3 separate regions of the Mus musculus genome follow, and regions 1 and 2 are each linked to region 3. Evidence: chromatin contacts called from public HiChIP or PLAC-seq and promoter capture Hi-C data. All regions are on one chromosome and are shown on one strand. The core of a region is the stretch at or near the end of the contact, and the rest is flanking DNA. Distances in the headings are between cores, read along the strand shown.

Region 1 (3,127 bases), core at 317-2,816, 2.4 Mb before region 3:
GAAAACTTCTTGGGGCTGGGGAGATAGCTCAGCGGGTAAGACCACTAACTGCTCTTCTGAAGATCCTGAGTTCAAATCCCAGCAACCACTGGGATGTGTTCTGGTGAGTCTGAAGACAGCAACAGTGTGCTTATTTATAATAATAAATAAATCTTTTTTAAAAAAATCTTCTTGAATACAAGATTAACACAAGAAGTCCATCTTCCAGTATAATAGCAATGAGCAACTGAATGGTTAGCAATTTCCCCGAGTATGTAGCACCACAGCTCAAAGGAGACACAAAGAGAAGCATATACTAAATTTCACAAAGATCCTTGGATGAAGATAAATTTCTTTTTCAAAAATGAATCAAGCCAGGCACGGTGGCACAGGTCTTTAATTCCAGCACTTGGGAGTCAGAGACGAGGGATCTCTGTGAACTCAAGGCCAGCCTGAGCTACATGGCAAATTCCCATACAGCCAGGAATACATAGAGCAGTCACTCTAAACCTTCCTAACGCTGCGGCCCTTTGATACATTTCCTCATGTTGAGGTGACTCCCAACCAAAAAATTATTTTTGTTGCTATGTTATAATTGTAATGTTGTAACTGAGCAGTATCTCAGTTCCTAAAGCCATTGGGAATTAGTGTTTTCTGATTGTCTTAACCGAAAGGTAAAGAACCACTGACACAGAGAGATCCAGTGTCCAGAAAAAAGAAAAAAAAAATCAAATAAGAATATGCACTGGCCTAGTAAATAGAAGACAACACCAAGATGTTGCTTTCCTCAATTTACACTATAAATTCAAAACACAATCCCAACAAGAATGCTAACATCTTGTGTAACAGCAGAAAGCCGTTCTAAGGTTTATATGTAAAGGGGGAAAAAAAACCCTCAACGTTCCAGACAATTCTAAATAAATAGTACACAAATAAAAGATTTTATCTTTACAAAGAAATTTAATGATCATAATAGTGTACGAATATTTGGAAACTAATTTATCTACAAAACAGTATAAAAAAAGAACCTCACAAAATAGTCAATGTTCTTTTAAAAGAGCAAATTAAACTCAGGAGAGTAATTGTCTTCACAAATACTATCCAACATAGGCATAAATAAGCAAAAACTTAAGAGTTTACAACTCCCACAAAAGTATTTCAAAGTGGACTCTCCACCAATATGTGAAGACAACTCAGGGGAACCGGCAGGACCTTGAGTTCAGCAAACAGCCTCAGGGTACAACACAAAAACCACTTCGTGGCCGTGACGTCACCGACACGGAGGGCGGGGCCTCCCCTGCGGCGCCCTGAGCTCTGCGCAGACGCGGCCGAAGGGCGGAGCGACACAGCCGCAGCGACCTAGTCGCCGCCAACCGCAGCGGGCCTAACGCCGCACAAGCGAAGAGCTACCGATAGCTGCCACTCCTCTCCACCTGGGACAGCGGCCCTGCGCTCACCATGTCGCGGCTTCCGAGCTGCCCGTGCTCCCCTCACAGCGGCGGCCACAGCGCAGCACACGCACCCACGGGGCCTCCCTGAGCCACGGAGTTCAGTCTACAACACGGCGGACAGAGAAAATCCGCCTCCCACTGCCCTACCTCGCTCTTGATTGAGTGGTGTAAGCTTGAAGGCCCTGATTGGCTAGGTCCGCCCAGCGACTGCTGATTGACAGCAGGAGCTGAAGTGATGACCAGGCAGTCTCTGCCCTGGACTGCCTGCCTTTTACTCCAGCATATGGTCAGGAGAATTTACATTGACGCAGAACTTGTTCTTGTTCTTGGAGAGCTGGGCCCTGCTGTCTCAGTGAACTCGGCAAGCACTTCCTAGTCTAACAGGGTACCAGATGGTTCTCGTAAGCAGTCCAGTTACCAACTCAGTGTCTAATACAATGGCCCCTGTGCCTCAGACCTAGGAGGCCAGTCAGACCACTCTGGTTCCAGTTGATACTGAGAGGTTGAGAGCACATGCTGCTCTTCAGAGGACCCAAGTTCAATTTCCAGAACCCACATCGGGTGACTCCAAACTGTCTGCAAATACGGCTGCTTAGAGAACCCAGGACCACCAGTCCAGGGATGGCCCCAGCCACAATGGGCTTTCCCCCCATTAATCTCTAATTTTTAAAAATGACCTCACAGGCTTGCTTACAGCCCAAGCTCATGGAGACATTTTCAATTGAGGCTCCCCACTCTGATGACTCAAGCTTGTGTCAAATTGACATAAAACTAGCCTGCACAAATAAACATACCCAATGCAAACAAACAGACAAAATTAGAGTTGATAAAAAAAAAAACAGGAGCTGGAGAGATCGCTCAGTGATTAAGGGCACTTGCCTGACATAGTTACATTTCTGTTGCTATGATAAAACTTCATGATTGAAGTGACTTATAAAACAGTTTAACCAGGCTTAGAGGTGCAGTGTGTAACAGTCCATGCTGGTATTGTTAAGGCTTGGCCACAGGCTGAGGACTCACACCTTAATCCACTGAGAATGGCACAAGTCTTTTAAAACCTCGAAGACCACCTCCACCACCAAGGCTGCACCCAATTCTTCCCAAACAGTTCCATCACTGGGGACCAAACACTGAAACATGGCCTATGGAAGCCATTCTCATTCAAACCACCTCCTTCCACTCCCTGGCCCCCATAGACCATACTATAATGCAAAATGCATTTGGTTCTCCGTCAAAAGTCCCCATAGACTTTCACAGTCTCAACATTATTTAAAGGTCCAAATATCTTCTAAGGCTCAAGACAATTCTCTCCTTGGCGGATGTCTCATGGCTCTAGGATCTCCACTGAAATCCAGGTTTGAATTCCAAAATGACTCACAATAGCTTCTCAGTACCTTCCATGCAGGGACTACACTGCCATACACTCTCCATAGTTACAGACTTGACTCTAAAGTCAGAACCACACAGACATCATGGCCAAATTCTGCTGCCTTCTTGGGATGGAGCCTGGCCCCACTGAATCACATTTGCAGCCGTTTTCCTTTGTCATGGTTTTGGGGAATAGAAAATTACTTGGGCTTTTCCTTTTTACATGTTAGAAGCTTAGCTGGGTAGGGTCTTGTCCAGAGGCACCTGTGGTAGTTTGAGTGGCAGGCCCCCATATGTTCATATACTTGAATGTTTGGTTCCCAGTTGAT
Region 2 (3,179 bases), core at 315-2,814, 2.4 Mb before region 3:
CGCAGGCACTAGGCATACAAGCGGTGCAAACGAAACACCATACATAGGATACAAAAGGATGCATCTCCCTCCCCTGGCCTCAGAAAGGGATGGACACCAAGCACTAGGATGGCACGGCCTGAAACCAGCCTATCATCTGATACCTGTGTGAGCCAAGGATCTAGTCAGGGACGCAGCTTCAATTCAACTGAGTCCCTGTCAGTTCACCAGGACCAGTCAGTCTGCCTTTCATATCATATAGACCACTACAGCCACTTTCAAACCTGACATCCTCGGGCTTCATTCAAAGCTCTCCCCCTGTGGCTCACTAGTCGTGTGTTCTAACTTCTCTCATCAACTGAAACACTGCTTGCATTTCTCTTCGCCAACTTCTGGGACCCTCTGAACTCTGCTGCAGCCTCTTTAACTTATGCTGGTTGTGTAAACAGCATATGTGGATATAATTATATATTTACCGTGTGATATGAAAAAATATTAATAATTAGGATTTGGAAAAATTGAACCTTGGATAGAATATCTTGGAAATATAAAATATCTTGGAAAAATAGCCTTGGCCAGATTACCACCAGAGGCGTGACACCTTTTTACTTTCTATTCAGTAAATTATGAAATTGTGGAAATACACAAACATATTTGTCTGTTTCTGATATAACATCCTCATGACCAGAAGACACAATCAGAAAAATGTCAGTTCCCAGGTTCAATTACAGATTTAAGATAATTCCCACAAAATGCTAAAAAGTTCTTATCAGGTACATAAAAGACATTGCTGAATTTTATATGTAAAATACTTTTAAAAAAACACACAAAATGGTTAGCACAATGTAGACGAACCCACAACACACTCGTAACATTTCCAATCAAATACACAAGACAACACACTGTTTAGGAAGAATAAACAGATCCACAAAAAAAAATTTTTTTTTAAATTAGGAGACAAGCTGACCTTTGATAAAGTAGTACAATCTTTTCTAGAACTGTTTCTGGGACACCATCCGAAAGAAACTCTTGGACAAAGACTCGGAGAATTTCACAAAATTAACTCACACTTGATGCTAGACCTACGAAGCCCACAACGTCTAGACCACAGCGCAGAGAACACAGCAGTCATAAGTGCGACACCAAAAGCACAAACAGGGCGCCAGCACTGGGCGGTGACGTCACCAACCCGGAAGCTACCCCCTGATTAGGAGGAGTCTTCCGCTCCCCGCGCTCTGCGCAGACATGGCTGGAAAAGCGGAAGTGATTAGAGTCCTCCGAGACAAGCACTGGCCAGTGACGGGGCCCACGTCGCCCAGTGGAACGCACAGGGTGTCCGCTCGGCCGGCCGGTCCCACCGCTCCCCCAACCCCGGGAAGGACCTATCACCCCGGCTCACGCGGCTCAGCCGACCGCTCCTCCCCATCCGGGGACAGCGGCCCCGCGCTCACCATGGCGCGGTTGCTGAGCTCGCCTGCGCTCCCCCTACAGCTCCCGGCAGCGGCGATCACACCGCAGCTCACGGGACCACGCGATGCCTGCTTAAGAACAGAATCTGCAGCATGGCGGCGGATAGGACCCACCTCTCGTCTCGTCTGGTGTTCTTGATTGGACATCTTGCCCCGAAGCTTTGATTGGCTAGAGCTGCACCACAAGTCTGATTGACAGGAGTTCCCTAGATGCAGCTGCGTGGATGACTCAATTCCATTGCTCTAATTGGCTAGCATGCCCTGAATGATGAAGCAGTTCCTTTAGGCGCTCTTGAGTGAGTGGCCTGGCCTGAAGGTTCTGATTGGCTAGCACTGCCCTACGAGGGCCTGAGTGACAGGAACAGCTTCGCTTGGTCCTTGTGAATGAATGTCCTGCCCTCAGGGCCCTGATTGGCTAGTGAAATCTGAATGACAGCTCCCATAAGTGGATGAACTGAAATTAAAAGACGTGGACCACACAGACCTTCCCAACTCTGGCTTTCACCCAAGTTCATGCAAGTCTGCTTCAAGACGATCTGATTGAAGCAGGACTTCCTTGTGCATCCCAGAACTTTCACAGCTTGTCTTCTTGCACTCAGTAGGTACTTAAGGTTCTTCCTCTTGGAAGCCTTGTTTTTGTGCACAGTCTATTACATACACTCCCCAAGGCAGTGATCACTTTGCCTCACAACTAGACCAGGGCCCAACCCAACCCCTATCACATCGAAACAAGACTTGATGTCCTCCGGGTTTCAGGAATTTCAGCAAGTCACGCCAAAGATTGCTCAATTATAACAAGTTGCACCTTTTCTTTTTAAGCAGAGAAGCGAACCCATTCCAAGACCAAGGTGGTGTTGCTTTTCCTGCAATCCCAACAAAGGAGGTGGAAGCCAAAGAACCAGGAATTCGGGATATACTTCCTGAAAAACTTCCAGTATCAATCACAGACTACTCCAGGTCAACAGAAGGTATTGAAAGACTCCGAGAGGAGCCCCTCGCTCAGGCCTCAGGACAATAGCGGACACCCAAGAACTCACGACAGACCGAGCTTGTTGCAAACCACATGAGGCTTTATTCGGGGAAAGCCAGAGCTCTGGGGACGACTCATATCCCACGCAGGGGTAGAGGAGTTGTCCTCGAGGGGAAAGAGGTCCCAGTTTTTATAGGCCCTCAGGGGGGAAAGGAGAAGGGGGAGATTAGGGGATTTCCAGATCTAAACAATGTCTATTCTCAAGAAATGGGTATGGGAGGGGTACAAGGAAAGAGTCTAATGAAGGTGCAGCAATGGGCACACACCTGGTCAGAACTTTGGCAGACACACAGGTTCAAGAAGTGGCCAGAGCATTGTGCACCTCTATTTTTCTAAATCAGTGAAGCTAGTTCTGCTAACACTGACGTCTATCTTGCCAATTTCAGGGCTTCTGTGTCCTTTTACATTCTGCCAGGATCTTTCAGTATTTGAAGGAGCCTTACACATTGAAGATGCCTGTATCCACGAGGCCACAGAAATGACCAAACCACACTAGAATAGTGAAGGAAGACAGGAGATAGCTAATTTTTAAATAAGCAGATAGCTAAGGAGAGTGGCTCTGGATCAAATCAAACTGATTAGGAGTTCATCCACTTGGGATCCAAGGATTTACTCCAGATTCTTGCCCAAGAGAAGCTGCCTCATGGTCCATCCATTTGCCTAGGAATTTCATAAGTTCATTCTTTTTTAATAGCTGAGTA
Region 3 (3,324 bases), core at 386-2,885:
CTTCCACCATTTGTCTTCATTAGGATCTAACTTTTGTTATCAGGTTTGACAGCAAGCATCTTTATCCACAGGGCCATTTCTAGTGTTGATCTTTCTTATTTTTATTATGTTTTAATGTATATGAAGCCACCATGTGGTTGCTGGGAATCAAACTCCAGACCTCTGGAAGAGCAAACAGTGATCTAAACCCTGAGCCATCTCTCCAGCTCCTTAGTGTTAATCTTGATGCTGCTTCCCACAGATTTATATCTTAGGGGTGGGGTGGAGGTTCCAAAGGACAACTTGCAGGAGTTGGATCTCTTTCCAGTAAGTATGCCCAGGAATTGAATACAATCCTCAGATTTAGCAACAAATGACTTACTTTACTGGCTGAGCCATGTAGTCAGCAACTCAGATCTTTTTTTTTTTAATTTATTTATTATATGTAAGTACACTGTAGCTGTCTTTAGACACCCCAGAAGAGGGCATCAGATCTCATTACTGATGATTGTGAGCCACCATGTAATTCAGGACCTCTGGAAGATCAGTAAGTGCTCTTAAACACTGAGCCATCTATCCACCCCCCCCCACTCCTTTTTTCTTTTTAAGATTTGAGTACACTGTAGTTGTCTTCAGACACACCAAAAGGGGGCACTGGATTCCATTACAGATGGTTATGAGGCACCATGTGGTTGCTGGGTATTGAACTCAAGGCCTCTGGAAGAGTAGTCTTAACCGCTGAGCCATCTCTCCAGCCCTCAGATGTTTATCTTAATGTGGCTTTATTTTATTTTGTCACTGTTCTCCCGTTACTCCGGGACTACACCTCAACATATTAAAAAACAGAAGGGAAAAAAAAATGCTACTCTGAAACCTAGGAAAGTCACTTCACCTGTCTTCAGTATACTTACCATAAAACGAGGAAAAGATTACCTACCAAGCCGGGCTGGTGTGGGGTGAAGGACCTTGACTTATTTTTAAGTATAGATAGCACCCGCAAGCACAGAAAAGAAAACAAAACAAAACAAAACAAAAAACGCTGCCATTACTTGGAAATGATAACATAGCCCTACCGGCGCTGAAGCCCTGGGATCGCTCACGGCAATGGCCGGCTTGCCTGTACAGCACCTAAGTAAGTCCAATGGTGGGCGCCAAGGCCGAGGAGCGAGTCTGCAGCACATCTTAACCCGCGCCACTTTTGCACCGCCGAAAATCCTCCTCAGAAGCATTACCACAGGTACTTCCTGCGCTTCGCCTCAGCGCCGGCTGCGGCTACGGCTGCTGCTGCGCAGGCAGAGAAGGCGGGAAACACGAGGCGTTCTCTGCGCGCGTGCGCTCTCTGCCAGAGCCAACCGTCTTCCCAGTACGCTTGCGCCTGTTCACCAAGCCCGTCCCTCCCACTCTCTCATCAACCAGCGCGCGGAATTGTTGGGGTCCCTCCTGTCGGGGGCAGGGCCTGGACGCTGAAGGGCTGAGGAGAAGGCGCGCACGGGAAGGCGGGGTCAAGATGTGACCACACCCATCGCTGGTCATTTGACGCCCTCACCCTCGACTCTCCAGCACTAGCCAATAACAAACCTCCCTATACCAAGCGTCAACCAATGGGCTGTGCAGTCGGCTGCTTCCGGCTCTGCGCCGCTTTCGCCTTTTTCCCCTGGGCTCTCTGCGACAGGCGGGGCTCCGGGTGGCGGGCGTAGGCCTGGATGATGCGCGGCGGGCAGGGGGCCAATAGGGGGCGGGATCTGAGATGATAGACGGGTCCAGCGACCAGTGGCGAGGCGCCGGCCGTACTTCCCGTCGGGGAGAGAGTGTAATATGGCGAAGACCTACGATTACCTGTTCAAGCTGCTGCTGATCGGGGACTCGGGGGTAGGGAAGACCTGTGTCCTGTTCCGCTTCTCCGAGGACGCCTTCAACTCCACATTCATCTCTACCATAGGTAGCGGGGCCTTGGGCGGCCGGTGACCAGGGCTGGACGCGCCCCTATGGGGCTGGGCTGAGGGATCGACTCAGGATCCACTCGGGCCGAGGATCCGGGAGGGTCACGGGGCTGGACAGAGAACCGCAGCGGCCTCCACCTCCCGCCAGGGAGTCCAGGCCGGGACCCTGGCGGGCGCCGGAGACCAAGGTGCAGACAGGGACATGCAGGCTGCAGTCTGAGGAAGAGCCTGCCCTGGGGTCCTGGCGCCTGTCAACTCTCTGTGTCTTTACATCAGACCTCTACACTGTTCTTCCGGGGAGACCCCCGTCTTCCAAAAGTGGAAACTGAGGCATGGAGGTGACACCTGACCTCGTAGTTTCCTATGTGGCAAGCTTGGCATGTGCAGTATCAAATCTGTAGTGTACTCGTGATGGGTGCTTTGTCCCTGGAGGAGGAATTTGAAACTGAGGGAGGGTGCGGCACGCACTGAAGGTCACAGTCTACAGGTATTAGGGATGAGATTTGAACCCAGGTGTGTCTGACTCCAAAATTCAAGGTTCAGCTGTTCCAGAGCTTCAAAGGACCAGCACCACTGATCCACATCTAAGTCAGGACTCCAACCCAAAGTCCTCCTGCCTTCTCTCTGAGGAATGGTGACAGTATCTGTCATCCTGGTGGGAATACAAGAGAAAAAGTTCCAGTAAGAAACTAAGTCCAGCCATGGCTACGTGCAGCCTTGACTGACTTCCTTTCACTGGGCCAAGAACACCACCTGAACAGCTTTTCCCCAGGGCTGCCTCACGGCACAGTTGAACAGAATTGGCTTGTGATGGCCCCAGTTCTGACGTCAAAAATGGTGCTGACCATGCTCCTTACCATGAATAGTCATGGCTCACATTGAGTGTTACCTGGAAGTAAATCCTGCCAAACAGAGTGACCTGGATGGTGTATGGTCCTGAAACAAGAGAATAGTCACTAGGCTTGGTTTATCCCTAGTCAGGATGTGGTTCCATTGTTGGAACCCTGGGTGCCATCTCCAGCACCCTGAAACCAGATGTGGTAGTGAACACCTGTAATGACAGCACTAAGGACAGGGAGGCAGGAAGATCGGGTGCTCAGGGTCATCCTTGGCTACATAGAGTGTTCAAGGCCAGCCTGGGCTGCATGAGACCCTGCCTTGGAAGGAAAAGGGAAACTGGGGGATGATTTCTGTGTAATGTCAACTAAGTTGTTGTCTCCCTGACCTGACCGTCATGTGATAATGCCATCTAATATCTCCTTCCCAGTCAGTGTTCTGAAGCAGTCGTGTGTCAGGCGTCAAGTATAGGGAACTGGACAGGGAATCATCATACTTGAACTCTAGGTTGAGCAAGCTCTAACCCTCACTGACCCAATTTTATTTAGAGTAGATATGGCACTGTCTG

What was found. Promoter capture Hi-C pulls out the DNA fragments that hold promoters and counts their contacts. HiChIP or PLAC-seq counts read pairs in DNA pulled down with a chosen protein or histone mark.
Region 1: a promoter capture Hi-C map of liver shows a contact between it and region 3, with 5 times the contacts expected there. The contact joins the promoter of Zfp963 here to the promoter of Rab8a in region 3. A contact is called at or near these places in 3 of 39 promoter capture datasets (hippocampal neurons, liver and pre-B cells).
Region 2: a contact with region 3 is called in an H3K27ac HiChIP or PLAC-seq map of thymic regulatory T cells, with 10 times the contacts expected there. The contact joins the promoter of Zfp869 here to the promoter of Rab8a in region 3. A contact is called at or near these places in 1 of 39 promoter capture datasets (pre-B cells), 1 of 484 Hi-C or Micro-C datasets (uterus) and 2 of 115 datasets of contacts at active chromatin or transcription factors (double positive thymocytes and thymic regulatory T cells).

The regions. Positions count from the first base shown.
Region 1 is chr8:69,748,396-69,751,522 of GRCm38.p6, forward strand. It overlaps Zfp963 (zinc finger protein 963), which reads right to left and starts at 1,567. Exons shown (of 4, transcript NM_001200023.1): 1 at 1,437-1,567. The coding sequence starts at 1,439.
Region 2 is chr8:69,715,338-69,718,516 of GRCm38.p6, forward strand. It overlaps Zfp869 (zinc finger protein 869), which reads right to left and starts at 1,565. Exons shown (of 5, transcript NM_001039965.1): 1 at 1,431-1,565. It overlaps Gm51532 (a long non-coding RNA gene), which reads left to right and starts at 1,770. Exons shown (of 2, transcript XR_003947396.1): 1 at 1,770-2,416.
Region 3 is chr8:72,159,565-72,162,888 of GRCm38.p6, forward strand. It overlaps Rab8a (RAB8A, member RAS oncogene family), which reads left to right and starts at 1,636. Exons shown (of 8, transcript NM_023126.2): 1 at 1,636-1,918. The coding sequence starts at 1,795.